Linked DNA regions of Mus musculus: regions 1 and 3 are each linked to region 2. A link is a contact called in public HiChIP or PLAC-seq data. All regions are on one chromosome and are shown on one strand. Each heading gives the region's core, a stretch centred on a gene start, on an enhancer-like site or on the middle of the called end of the contact. The rest is flanking DNA. Distances are from core to core; before and after follow the strand shown. Region 1 has its middle 14 kb from the start of Gm40039. Region 2 holds the start of Rnf227 (ring finger protein 227). Region 3 overlaps Gm40039 (a long non-coding RNA gene).

Evidence for each region. HiChIP or PLAC-seq counts read pairs in DNA pulled down with a chosen protein or histone mark.
Region 1: a contact with region 2 is called in a CTCF HiChIP or PLAC-seq map of CD8 T cells, with 16 read pairs. The contact joins the enhancer-like site here to the promoter of Rnf227 in region 2. A contact is called at or near these places in 20 of 39 promoter capture datasets (the C10 cell line, the HPC-7 cell line, Sertoli cells and 13 more), 6 of 15 datasets of contacts at CTCF or cohesin (CD8 T cells, the G1E-ER4 cell line, the NIH/3T3 cell line and 3 more), 29 of 484 Hi-C or Micro-C datasets (the AML12 cell line, the Ba/F3 cell line, the C2C12 cell line and 23 more), 15 of 115 datasets of contacts at active chromatin or transcription factors (CD8 T cells, Th17 cells, bone marrow-derived macrophages and 10 more) and 4 of 9 other capture datasets (adipose tissue, embryonic stem cells, liver and 1 more).
Region 3: a contact with region 2 is called in a CTCF HiChIP or PLAC-seq map of the NIH/3T3 cell line, with 18 read pairs. The contact joins the enhancer-like site here to the promoter of Rnf227 in region 2. A contact is called at or near these places in 15 of 39 promoter capture datasets (the C10 cell line, the HPC-7 cell line, the SN4741 cell line and 9 more), 5 of 15 datasets of contacts at CTCF or cohesin (CD8 T cells, the NIH/3T3 cell line, embryonic stem cells and 2 more), 20 of 484 Hi-C or Micro-C datasets (the AML12 cell line, the Ba/F3 cell line, the C2C12 cell line and 16 more), 15 of 115 datasets of contacts at active chromatin or transcription factors (CD8 T cells, the NIH/3T3 cell line, SST interneurons and 10 more) and 4 of 9 other capture datasets (adipose tissue, embryonic stem cells, liver and 1 more).

What each region holds. Positions count from the first base shown.
Region 1 is chr11:69,274,438-69,277,938 of GRCm38.p6, forward strand. No RefSeq gene overlaps it. Among named protein-coding and RNA genes, the nearest start is that of Gm40039, 14 kb to the left of the region's middle. Within about 2 kb of position 1,799, at least 42 of the 459 cell types and tissues checked have an H3K27ac peak or open chromatin away from gene starts, as enhancers often do. A contact at or near this core is called in the Ba/F3 cell line, the C2C12 cell line, CD8 T cells and 6 more, where this site is marked.
Region 2 is chr11:69,339,332-69,342,546 of GRCm38.p6, forward strand. It overlaps Rnf227 (ring finger protein 227), which reads left to right and starts at 1,465. Exons shown (of 2, transcript NR_027827.2): 1 at 1,465-1,727; 2 at 1,828-3,215.
Region 3 is chr11:69,257,084-69,260,500 of GRCm38.p6, forward strand. It overlaps Gm40039 (a long non-coding RNA gene), which reads right to left. Exons shown (of 4, transcript XR_879967.2): 3 at 1,635-1,775. Among named protein-coding and RNA genes, the nearest start is that of Gm40039, 3.3 kb to the right of the region's middle. Within about 2 kb of position 1,433, at least 58 of the 459 cell types and tissues checked have an H3K27ac peak or open chromatin away from gene starts, as enhancers often do. A contact at or near this core is called in the Ba/F3 cell line, the C2C12 cell line, CD8 T cells and 13 more, where this site is marked.

The sequences.
Region 1 (3,501 bases), core at 549-3,048, 65 kb before region 2:
AAAAATTAAATGTTAACCGTGTATATCCTTTCATTGGGTAATTCTACCTCCAGGAAATCATATTGAAGAAATAATCCTAGCCAAAATAATTCTGTCCAGAGATGGTTAATATGGCAATAAAGCATTCTTGTAAAATACTAAAAGAAAATCTTACCGCACAAACCCAACATCAGCTGATCACGTGATAAACTCATGCAATACATCTCCTATCTATTGCAAGCCTAGGATGTAGGCTAAGGATATAAGCCGGTGGTAGTACACTTGCCTGGCACGTGTACTGAGCCCAGTACCTCTAAAACAATATTTAATATACAGGGTAAATTAAGGTCTAAGTTACAACCATATGCACATGTGTCAGTCTGATTGTGTAGAAAATTAAAAATGTATGAGACTAACTAAGAAGAATAAAAATGGAAAAGGAGACGGAAGGAATACTGTTGTGTTGTTGGCCCCCAAAACACAAAGCATTCACGCAAAGGTTTTGCACTCCTGTCCTTCCCAGGCGTTAGAAGCGAGAGCTAGTGCTAGTCTCTGAAACCCTGGGCTTCTTTATGATGACGATGCTTCTTTCTTGGGCTCAGGCCAACAAACTTATGAATGAGGAGGTTAATAGAAATTGCCTGACCTCTGTGGGTTAGAATTAGAATCTCGACAATGGAACGGGATCCTTAAACATCAAGAAGACTCAAACTAACCCGGCAGTGGTGGCGCATGCCTTTAATCCGATCACTTGGGAGGCAGAGGCAGGTGGATTTCTGAGTTCGAGGCCAACCTGGTACACAGAGTGAGTTATAGGACAGAGAAACCAAAAAACCAAAAAAAAAGACTCGAAAAAGGTCTTCAAGGAAATGATTTTCTTCAAAATCTTGCATGATTTTCGGAGAGCCTGTGAACGAAGCTGACAAAGGACAGATTATGGAGAGAAAAGACCAAGATGTTGACTTACATATGCGGGATTTCACTCGGAAAGTGGCTCAGCTCACTCAGTGCTGGTGGGGCCTCCGAGACCTGACTTAAAGGGACAGAGGAAAGGCTCAGTGAGTCCGAGCCGTGGCTGCTGAAGCAGAGGACCTGGGTTTGGTTCCCAGCACCCACAAGGCAGCTCACAACTTCTGTAACTCCAGTTCCAGGGGATCTGTCACCCTCTTATGACCTCCTTGGGTGCTGCATTGGTGTGCACATAGATACATTCAGGAAAAGCGCAGGTTACATTAAATGCAAACAAATCTTTATAAACCTACTTTAACAGGTGGTATCTAGAGGAAGAAAAATAAATAAATTTCTTTGTTGATAATGGTTAGACTCTTGTGGAGAACAGACAGGATATACGTTTGTGGTGGGTTGGTTTACGAAGAGCTCAGTGGTTTGGAGGGGGTTGCTGGTAGTTCACCCGCTCCTGGCGTGGATGTGCAGCCGTGAAGAGGGGTTTGTGGTTGTTTAAATAGCCAGAAGTTCCTGCTGTTAGACAGAGCAGCTGGGGTGGACTGAGCCTCTCTGTGAGGGCTGTTTCTCAAATATCTTCAGCTCAGAATAATCCCATGGCAGTATGTGGTAATTCGTAGTGGCCTTTTGTTCATATAGACAATATTCTGAAATATTATCAACCTACATCCTCCCCCCACCCCACCACCCCGCCGCCAGTTTCCTATTAGATCTCACTTCACTTATGCTGGTTTGGGGGTTGTTTAATTTTTTTAAAAGACAGCATCTCATGTAACCCAGGCTGCCTCCAAGTCACTCTGTAGCTGAGGGTGACCTTGGACTTCTGATCCTCCTGCCTTCACTTCCCAAGGGCTGGGCTTGCAGGCATGAGTCACACTTCTCTCCGGGGAGAAGGGGACAGATCTGCCTGCCCAGAAAAGAACCGAGTGAGATGGTTCAACAGCTTTTAAGCTTCTAAAATCTAGGTCCTGTGGGGAATAGTCTGGCCAATAAGATGTGACAATATGACTCTTCAGTCCCCAGACAGAAGACAAGAGCTGATGAAGAGAGGAGACTGTGCCATGGGCTGAGTACACTTCCAGTCAACACTCAAGGTCAGGGACAGAGTCAGAAATGCCAGATAGGTTTTCAGATGGTTAAGGGGAAGTTCAAGATGGAAAAAGATCCCAGCCCAGGAACAGCTGGGACTCTGAGGCAGACCCCACAGGGGTGCTGCAGTCCAGCTTGCAACAGAGTCCCAAAGGTCTAGGTAACCCTACAGCATCACCTCCAACGGTCTGGAATCCCAGAGGACATGGCGGTCCCCAGGGTCATCGCTGGCTCTGAGAGCCCTATGGGAGGAGGAATTCAGGGTTCTAGCAAGGATATGCTCAGGTGCCTGGAACTTGATGCAGTGGGAGAAGACTGTGAAAGTGAGTAAGGACACAAATCTACAGGTTTGCACAACTATGGGTTTAGAAAGTTCTATTGTGCAGAATAAGAGAGCTAGGTCAGAAGGCCCAGGCAGCCCAGCAACCCAAAGAGGCCTCTAAAGAAACATCTGACAGAATCTGGTGACTGTTATGGGCCCCCACAGGTCTATGTTTAGGGTGCTGGGATCCAGCCTGTAGTGGAATTTGGAAAGCTGTGGAGATTTTAGGAGGTGGCTCCTGGCTGCTGAAGACTCACTAGCCGCGGCTGTATCCTCTCTCCTGTTCTGGCTTGTGTTCTCTGTTTACAGGTGTGGAGTCAGAGAAGCTCCTGGACACCTGAGGGAGCTGCCCCCCACCTCTGATCCTGCCCCATCACAATGCCCAGACGTTCTGAAACCACAAGTCCAAATAATGCCATTTTCCCCTTTCGATGATTTCCCTTGAGTATTTTGTTTATAGCAGCGTGAAGGTAACAATTGTAGGTAGGAATGAACAGGTGGGGGGACTGAAAGTGTGCTAGGGACCTAGGCTTCTTGGCTCTTAGGAGAGCCAAGGAAACGGAAAACAGAAGCAGCCACGGGACTGAGCACCGTCCTTGAATAGACAGAAACTTGACCGCATTGCTCCTGAAATCCACTCCTCAGTAACTCTCCCCCAAGAGACCTTGAAGGAAAGGTGGGGAGGCCACCGTGTGGTCAGCCTCTGCCAAAATGTTTCCATGAGACCTCACAGCACCTGCCAAGTGGCTCTCTCCCTCCTCCCTTCATCTCTACCCTGTCCCTCTTTAGAATCCCATCTTATGATTTTAAAAGGACCAATAAAAGTATAAGTTGTCCTACACAGAAGACAAACAAAAATCATTTTAAAACCTCTGCTCCATCATACTTGAGGGGTTTTAATTTATTTATTTATTTATTTGTTTATTTATTTATTTATTATTTTCAGGGCAGGTTTCTCTGTGTACCCTTCAATGTTTATCCTGGTACTTGCTCTGTAGACCAGGTTGGCCTTGAACTCAGAGATGCACCTGCCCCTGCCTCCCTCTGAATGCTGGGATTAAAAGCATCTGCCACAATGCCTTTTTTTTTTTCTTGAGCAATAGTTCATGCCTCTCACGCCCATTTAAGTTGTATTCCTAAAGGAGCCT
Region 2 (3,215 bases), core at 215-2,714:
GTATGGGAAATACTGGGTACAGAGAAGTTACAGAGAACACAAAGCCGGCGTGGAGCCAGGGATGATAAGGATAATAACAGCTGTTGCTTATCTGATGTTTACTGTGTACCATCAGGCACCATTTAAAGCACCTTACAAACACAAGCTCTTTCCATCCTTACTATTATTACCCACACTTTGTAGATGAAGAAATCAAGGCCCAGAGAAATGAAGTAACTTGTCTGTGGGTGTCACAACTAGGATTTGTTCTTGAGCCAGCTGTGTCAAGACTGTGTTATTATCCTCCGCAACAGAGCCTGGGTTCGAGAGGCTGAGGAGGCAGCTTGGGTGTGGGTGCCACACCGTGAGGGAATGTGGGCTGTGAGTACCACGTCCTGTTTACCTGTGGGAGAAGTCAGACCCCTGAGTCAGAAGTCACGCAGAGCTGCTTCGTTTCCACCATCATGCTGTGTGGGTGTCCAAGTCTGGATACTCCGGAAGGAAAAGATTCCCAGCATTCCTAAGGCCATGCTCCTGGAATCTAGGTCCCTCCTTGTGCTGAGGTGTTAGCTGGACTCAAACTCTCAGAGGGGGTAGGGGGAGGAATTTGAGGGAGCCAGCCTTCCAAAGAACCCAAGAGGCCATGTATAAAAAGGAGAGGCGAGGGCAGAGTGAATTATGGCTGGGCACAATCCAAACATCCAGAAGACCAATTAAAACTGGGCAGAACCAACAGTAAACCTGGCATATGTTGCCTGTTTGTGAGGGGAAGGGCAGGAGGGGATTGTGAAAGAGTATGAACATGTGACAAATAGGCCAACAGGGCCATATAGACTTGTGCTAGTGACTGTGTGCAAGAGGAGACCTGGACACCTGCATCAGGTAGGTTTAAGTGACAGCGCTAGTGTTTTGCTGGGGGTGAGGAGTCCGCCATGGAGGCTGTGGGTGGAGCGTGCCCCCCTCTTCCCTCGGGTAATTCTGGCATTGTCCTGGGCATTCAGCCCGCTGCATCCCCACTCGCAAGTCCAGCCTCGCGCCTCTGCCGCCCCAACGCGTGCCTCGGAAGGGAGCGGCCCATCTGCGCGTGACGCCTCGAGGGCGGGGCCTCACTATTAAAAGGGGACAGAGGCGGCGGCGCGGGCCCCAGGCCCCTGCCCTGGCCCAAGGAGGGCTCATTCGTTCTGTATCCTAGCCGCCTAGAGATCGAAGCCCTCGGGCCACGGTGACCACGATGCAGCTCTTGATGAGAGTGCCCTCTCTTCCCGAGCTGGGTGAGCTGGACTGCAACATCTGTTTCCGACCCTACAACCTCGGGGCCCGTGCGCCCCGCCGCCTGCCTGGCACGGCGCGCGCCCGCTGCGGCCACACGCTGTGCACAGCTTGCCTGCGCGAGCTGGCAGCGCGGGGCGACGGCAGCCGCACGGCCGCGCGCGTGGTGCGCCTGCGCCGCGCTGTCACGTGCCCGTTCTGCCGCGCGCCTTCCCCGCTCCCGCGCGGCGGCGTCACGGAGATCGCGCTAGACCCTGTCTTGTGGTCACGGCTGGAGGAAAAAGCCCGGGCTGAGCGTGAAGGAGACCCGATGGGGAGCCCGGCCAAAGACAGCGGAGAGGATGGAGAGGACGACGACGGGGAAGCGGAGAGCGAGAAGGGGGCGGGACCTCCAAGTGCGGGTTGGCGCGCGCTTCGCCGAATTTTGGACAGGGTCCTGGCGCCGGCACGCCGCTTGCGGCGTCCGTTGCCTAGCAATGGTGAGGGGCGGCCTAGGGAGGATACTGGGTACATTGCACCGAAGAATGCTGGGTCAAGTTGCATCCTCCTGTTGCCACTAACCCTTCTTCTTTCCTCCAGTGCTCTACTGTCCAGAGGTCAAGGACATTGCCCACATGACCCGTTGTACGCTGTAACCAAGGAACCCCAGAGCTATGGCAGAAAGCAGGTGGGAGCAGCATCCTCAGGCGTGCTCTGACACAAAAGGTTGATGTCAAGACTACCTGGAAATCAAGGCTGATGCTGGAATTGGTACATGCGTGATGGAGATGGAGCTCAACAGAAAGGACCCTAGATGGTGTGGATTCTGAGCGGCGAAGGCTCCTAGACTGTGCCAGCATTATATTTTCAGGATGGAGTGGCCAAGGGATAATAGAAACAAAGCCTACCATAATGTAGGAAGAAAAAAAAAATAACAAAGCTTTGGCGTTTGTTCAGAGTCTGTGGTGTAAGCAAAGGATCCAATTTTAGCAGTGGTCTGTGGTTGACAATGTGTACTGTGGAAAAAAGGACAGGACAGGGGATAAGCTAATTTATATGTCATGTCAATCTCACTTATCTGGTTGTGTTTGCTGGCATGCCATCTTCCCACTCTTGTTACCGTGCTCCAGCAATTACTGAGTTGACTCCCTGCTTATGATTGGGAATCTTGCATATACAACCTCCCTTCAGCTGGATAGGGCAGGTATGAAAACATCCAAGGGGCATTTATTTACATGAGGCCTTATTAAAGGCTTATCAAAGATGGGTGAGCCATTTGATAAAGGAAGCAAAATTTAGGCCTTTGTTATCTTTACTGACTCTGTAGCAATACTGGGGAAAAGAAAAAAAAAGATGCTCACATAATTTTAATTTGTGTCCCATAATGGGACATTGTTTACTGTATGTAGTTAGTTCTATTCTAAAGTCCTGTAAATATCTTACTGTAGACTTAAAATCAAGACCAGCAGTGTTGGTTGGTCTCACAGCTTGCTAGAAATGCAGAATTTCAGGACCCCAGTCCACATTCCCCGGTAGTTTTAGAATCCCAGGTATGTGTATGTAAGTTAAGAATCACTGGTTTAGCTCTTAGTCACTCTGAGATGGCATCATCAGCTGTAGGTGGAACATTTAAAACACTAGTGACGCATTAAAGTGCCAAAGTGACATTCTTTTGAGAAAAATTTTTCTGAGCTACAAATGTGAATTTACAAGGCCTCAGTTTTCAGAGGTCTTCAAGATTTTGTTTTTAATGACAAATAATGTATGTAGTTCTAGGGTATAAACCTCCATTTGTAAAATGTTTTGTCTTTTTCCTGTCCTTCGGTTCCAGCTGAAATCTCCCCTTTTGGAGGCCAGCATGCATCTGTGGGAATGTGTATGTTTTCTCTATACGTGTTGCCAAAGGGAATGCTATGTTTATTTTCTGCTATTTTATGTTTTGAGTATTTCTAGAGTATAAATTTCAAGTGACTATCTCCAGAGCCGAT
Region 3 (3,417 bases), core at 183-2,682, 82 kb before region 2:
CTCAGGCTTGAGCAGTCTGTAGAGACCATGTGTACCCAGGGTTCCTTTGCCCATGGTTCTGTGGAGACCATAATAAGGCAATACTGCTCTCTCTGGGGCTCAGTTTCCCTCGTGGGAGCTGACATCAGAGTGGTGGTGGTGGCAGGAGGGCAGCAGAGGCAGCCACTGGGTTGGAGTGACAGCTGGGATTTGCAGAGGGCTGCACCTGCCTCTTTAGGCTTTTCAGCAAGCTTCCTTCTCTGGCTGACCACAGGGCCAGACCATAGATAACAGATCTTCCTCCTAGGGTCCTACAGCTCAGAAACTCTGCCACCCGGGACCCTTAGGCCCATCTGCCTCCCAGGAGCCTCCCTTGAGCCTAGGACAACTTGACTCTCAACAGGAAAACAGCCCTTTCCTTCTTTTTTTCTCCTGACGTATCTTCTCCAGTTTTGAATTTGCTGGAAACGATCAGCTTTGTTGCAGTTTCATTGCTGTCTGTCTCTGTTTGCTCATTTGCGTGTGATAGGTTTCAGAGACGAGAGGCAAGTGAGAGGTACGAAACCTGGCATCAGTGAAGTTACTGAGCTGTAATTTTCCAAGGCCTTACATTTTCAGTGTCGTTTCTATTCCATCATCTTTTTATCTTTTTGGATAGTTATGACAGTTGATTCCTGACGTTCTAGTCCATTCTCAATTAACTGCACAATCCCGACATGTTTTCTTTGGAATTGTACTTTCAAACCACAAAGTATTGTGGGAATGCGATGTGATCAGGACTATAAATAGCAGCAACTGCATGCTTTTGAATCAAGAAAGATGTTTTAAATTGATCTAGATGTACTGTATGCAGACTACCAGGCCTTAGGGTGGAGTCCTGGTATCTAGACTCTGAAAAAAAACAATATTGTCCACCAGGGGGAGCTGTAGACCATGTTTAAGTTATTTATTTATTTATATTTTTCTTTTGTTTTGTTTTGGGTTGGGTTAGTTTTTGTTTTGTTTTAGAGACTGTTGCTTTATGTCTTTCTTGAGCCACTTTCGAACATGATTCTCTGGACAGTGGGTTTAGAGAAGGCAGAAGAGCGTCCTGGGTAGGGCAGGGAACCTGACTGTAGGCCGGTCTGGTTCCAGGTAGACAACTCTGGGGTTATCGGGTTTGACTCTTCCCCTGTAACCGGCTTTGTTGACCACGAGGCTTACCTTTATTTACTTTTTAAAATTCATTTTTTGACAAGTTCACACATGTATATAATACATTCCGGACACACGCATTCTCTTTCTTAGCTTCCTCCTACCCCAGTCTTCCCCACAAGCCCCCCTTCCATCACTGTGTGTTTAGTTTTGTTCTGTGGCCCAGTATGTTTAACCAGGGCCACCTGCATAAGTACACACACCTCACTAGTGGGTGGCTTCATCACCCAAGCAAGATAAGGACTCCCTTCCCCGCAGCAACATTGGCTGCCCATAGGGGGAGCCCTTCCCCACCCGTGAGTGAATGCTGGCAGTTCCAGTCTTGTGTAGTCCAAGTGCAATGGCTATGGGTTCCTGAGTGCAGTGGCCATCTCACGCCCAGAACAGCACTTCCCAGCTTCCCTCCCCATCCTCTGGCTCATACCTTCTTTCCACTTTCCTCTTCTGTGATGTTCCCTCACCTTGGCAGGATGATCTGGATATCCTGTTGATAACTGAGCACTCAACAGTCACTCTCAGCATTTTGACCAGCCATGAATCTGCAGTAAGCATCATTCACTGAGAAGAGAGCCTTCTTTGACACAACTAGGAGCAACACTGGCCTATGAGTATAAACACAAATATTTAGGAGGTGGTTTGACAAGACTTAGCAAGACAGAAGTAGTGTATTCACCCTGAGGGCCTAGGGCCTCTCCAGCTACGGACTTTGAACCGGGTCCAAAGTATCAAGTATGAATGCCATCTTGTGTGGCAGACCTCAGATCCTCTCGGGACACAGGTGGTTACCCCCATGACAATCATGTCACTATTGCATTAGTGGACACATCTTGCCTAGCAGGTTGGTATGGAGGCACACAAAGGAGAGTCTCCTTTCATGGTGGCAGATGTGGCTGCGAGGCTCCAGCCTCTCATCCTCCCAGACTTAAGTTAAAATAGCCCTACTTGCCTGGAGACTTCAACGAACGTCTAAAGTTCAGCTTTCAATGCAGGACGCTCCCCTAGAAATCTCTGTAACCTTACCTCAACATCCACAAGGGAGTTGTATGCATGAGCCACCACAATAGAAACTGGTCTATCTTGGTCAAGGATTCACCCTGAAACCTAACTCTGTCACCAGGCAATGTGATGGGTTAGCCCGAGTTACATAGGGCTAACGGTGGAGCCAATGTGACCCAGGTGACAAGAACTGAGAAAGCCACATAAACCCTGCTCTGCTACCAGGATGGCTGAGTGGGAGGGCACTGCACAGCCCTCAGAGAGCAGGCTGGAAGGAGAGGATGGGCAAGACCCAAGACACACAGAGGGATTCGTGAGACCAACACAGGTCTCAGGATCAGCTTCACACCCAAAGAGACTCCTTCCTTGAAGTGTGACGAATGGGCAGTCTACAGTGATGACTTCGGCGTTGTGGCACTGGGAGGTGACACAGTCAGGGTTTGGCTTGTGGCTAAGGGGATGCTGGCAGGTCTGCTGAAAATGGAGGAGAAAACTAGACAAGCAAAAAGCCAAAGGATGGCCGGGGTGTGTGGGGATGCCGCTGTCACTAGAATAAAAAGCTCAAACACTGGTGGGGTAGAGGGTGTCCTGTTGCTCAAGGAGTGGTGGCAGACTTCAGGGGGCCTGGTGGGAGAGAGAAATGAGAAGCCCCTCAAAGAGCAAAGAGGATGCTGAGCTCAGACTCCAGCTCTGGGCTTTACAGAGTCTAGGATGAGAGTGTTCGGCAAAAATAGTTAGCACAGAAGTTAGCCCAGGTGGAGTGGTGCAAGCCTTTAATCCCAGCAGAGGGAGGCAGAAGCAAGTGGATCTCTGTGAGCTCAAGGCTATCCCAGTAAACTAGAGCTACAAGTGAAACCTTGTTGGGGGTATAAGGGTGTTGGGGGGAGAGAAAAAGAGAGAGAGGAAGAAACTTCAGATTGAACAAGCAGAGTGTCCAGATGAAATTGTCTCTCCGCTCCCACTCAGATTACAACAAAAGAATTTTTAAAGTCATAAACCAAGAGCCAGAGAGATGACTCAGTGGTTAAGAGCACTGGCTGCTGCTCTCCCAGAGACTCTGGGTTTGACTCAGCACCCACATGGCATCTCCCAACAGTCTGTGACTCCAGTCCCAGGGAACCCAATACCCTCCTCTGGTCTCTGCAGCACCAGGGTCATATGTGGTACACATATCTACATGCAGACAAAACACCCTTATATAAAAAGATAAATGAATAAATGAAAGAGAGAACAAAAATTTAGAAGGCA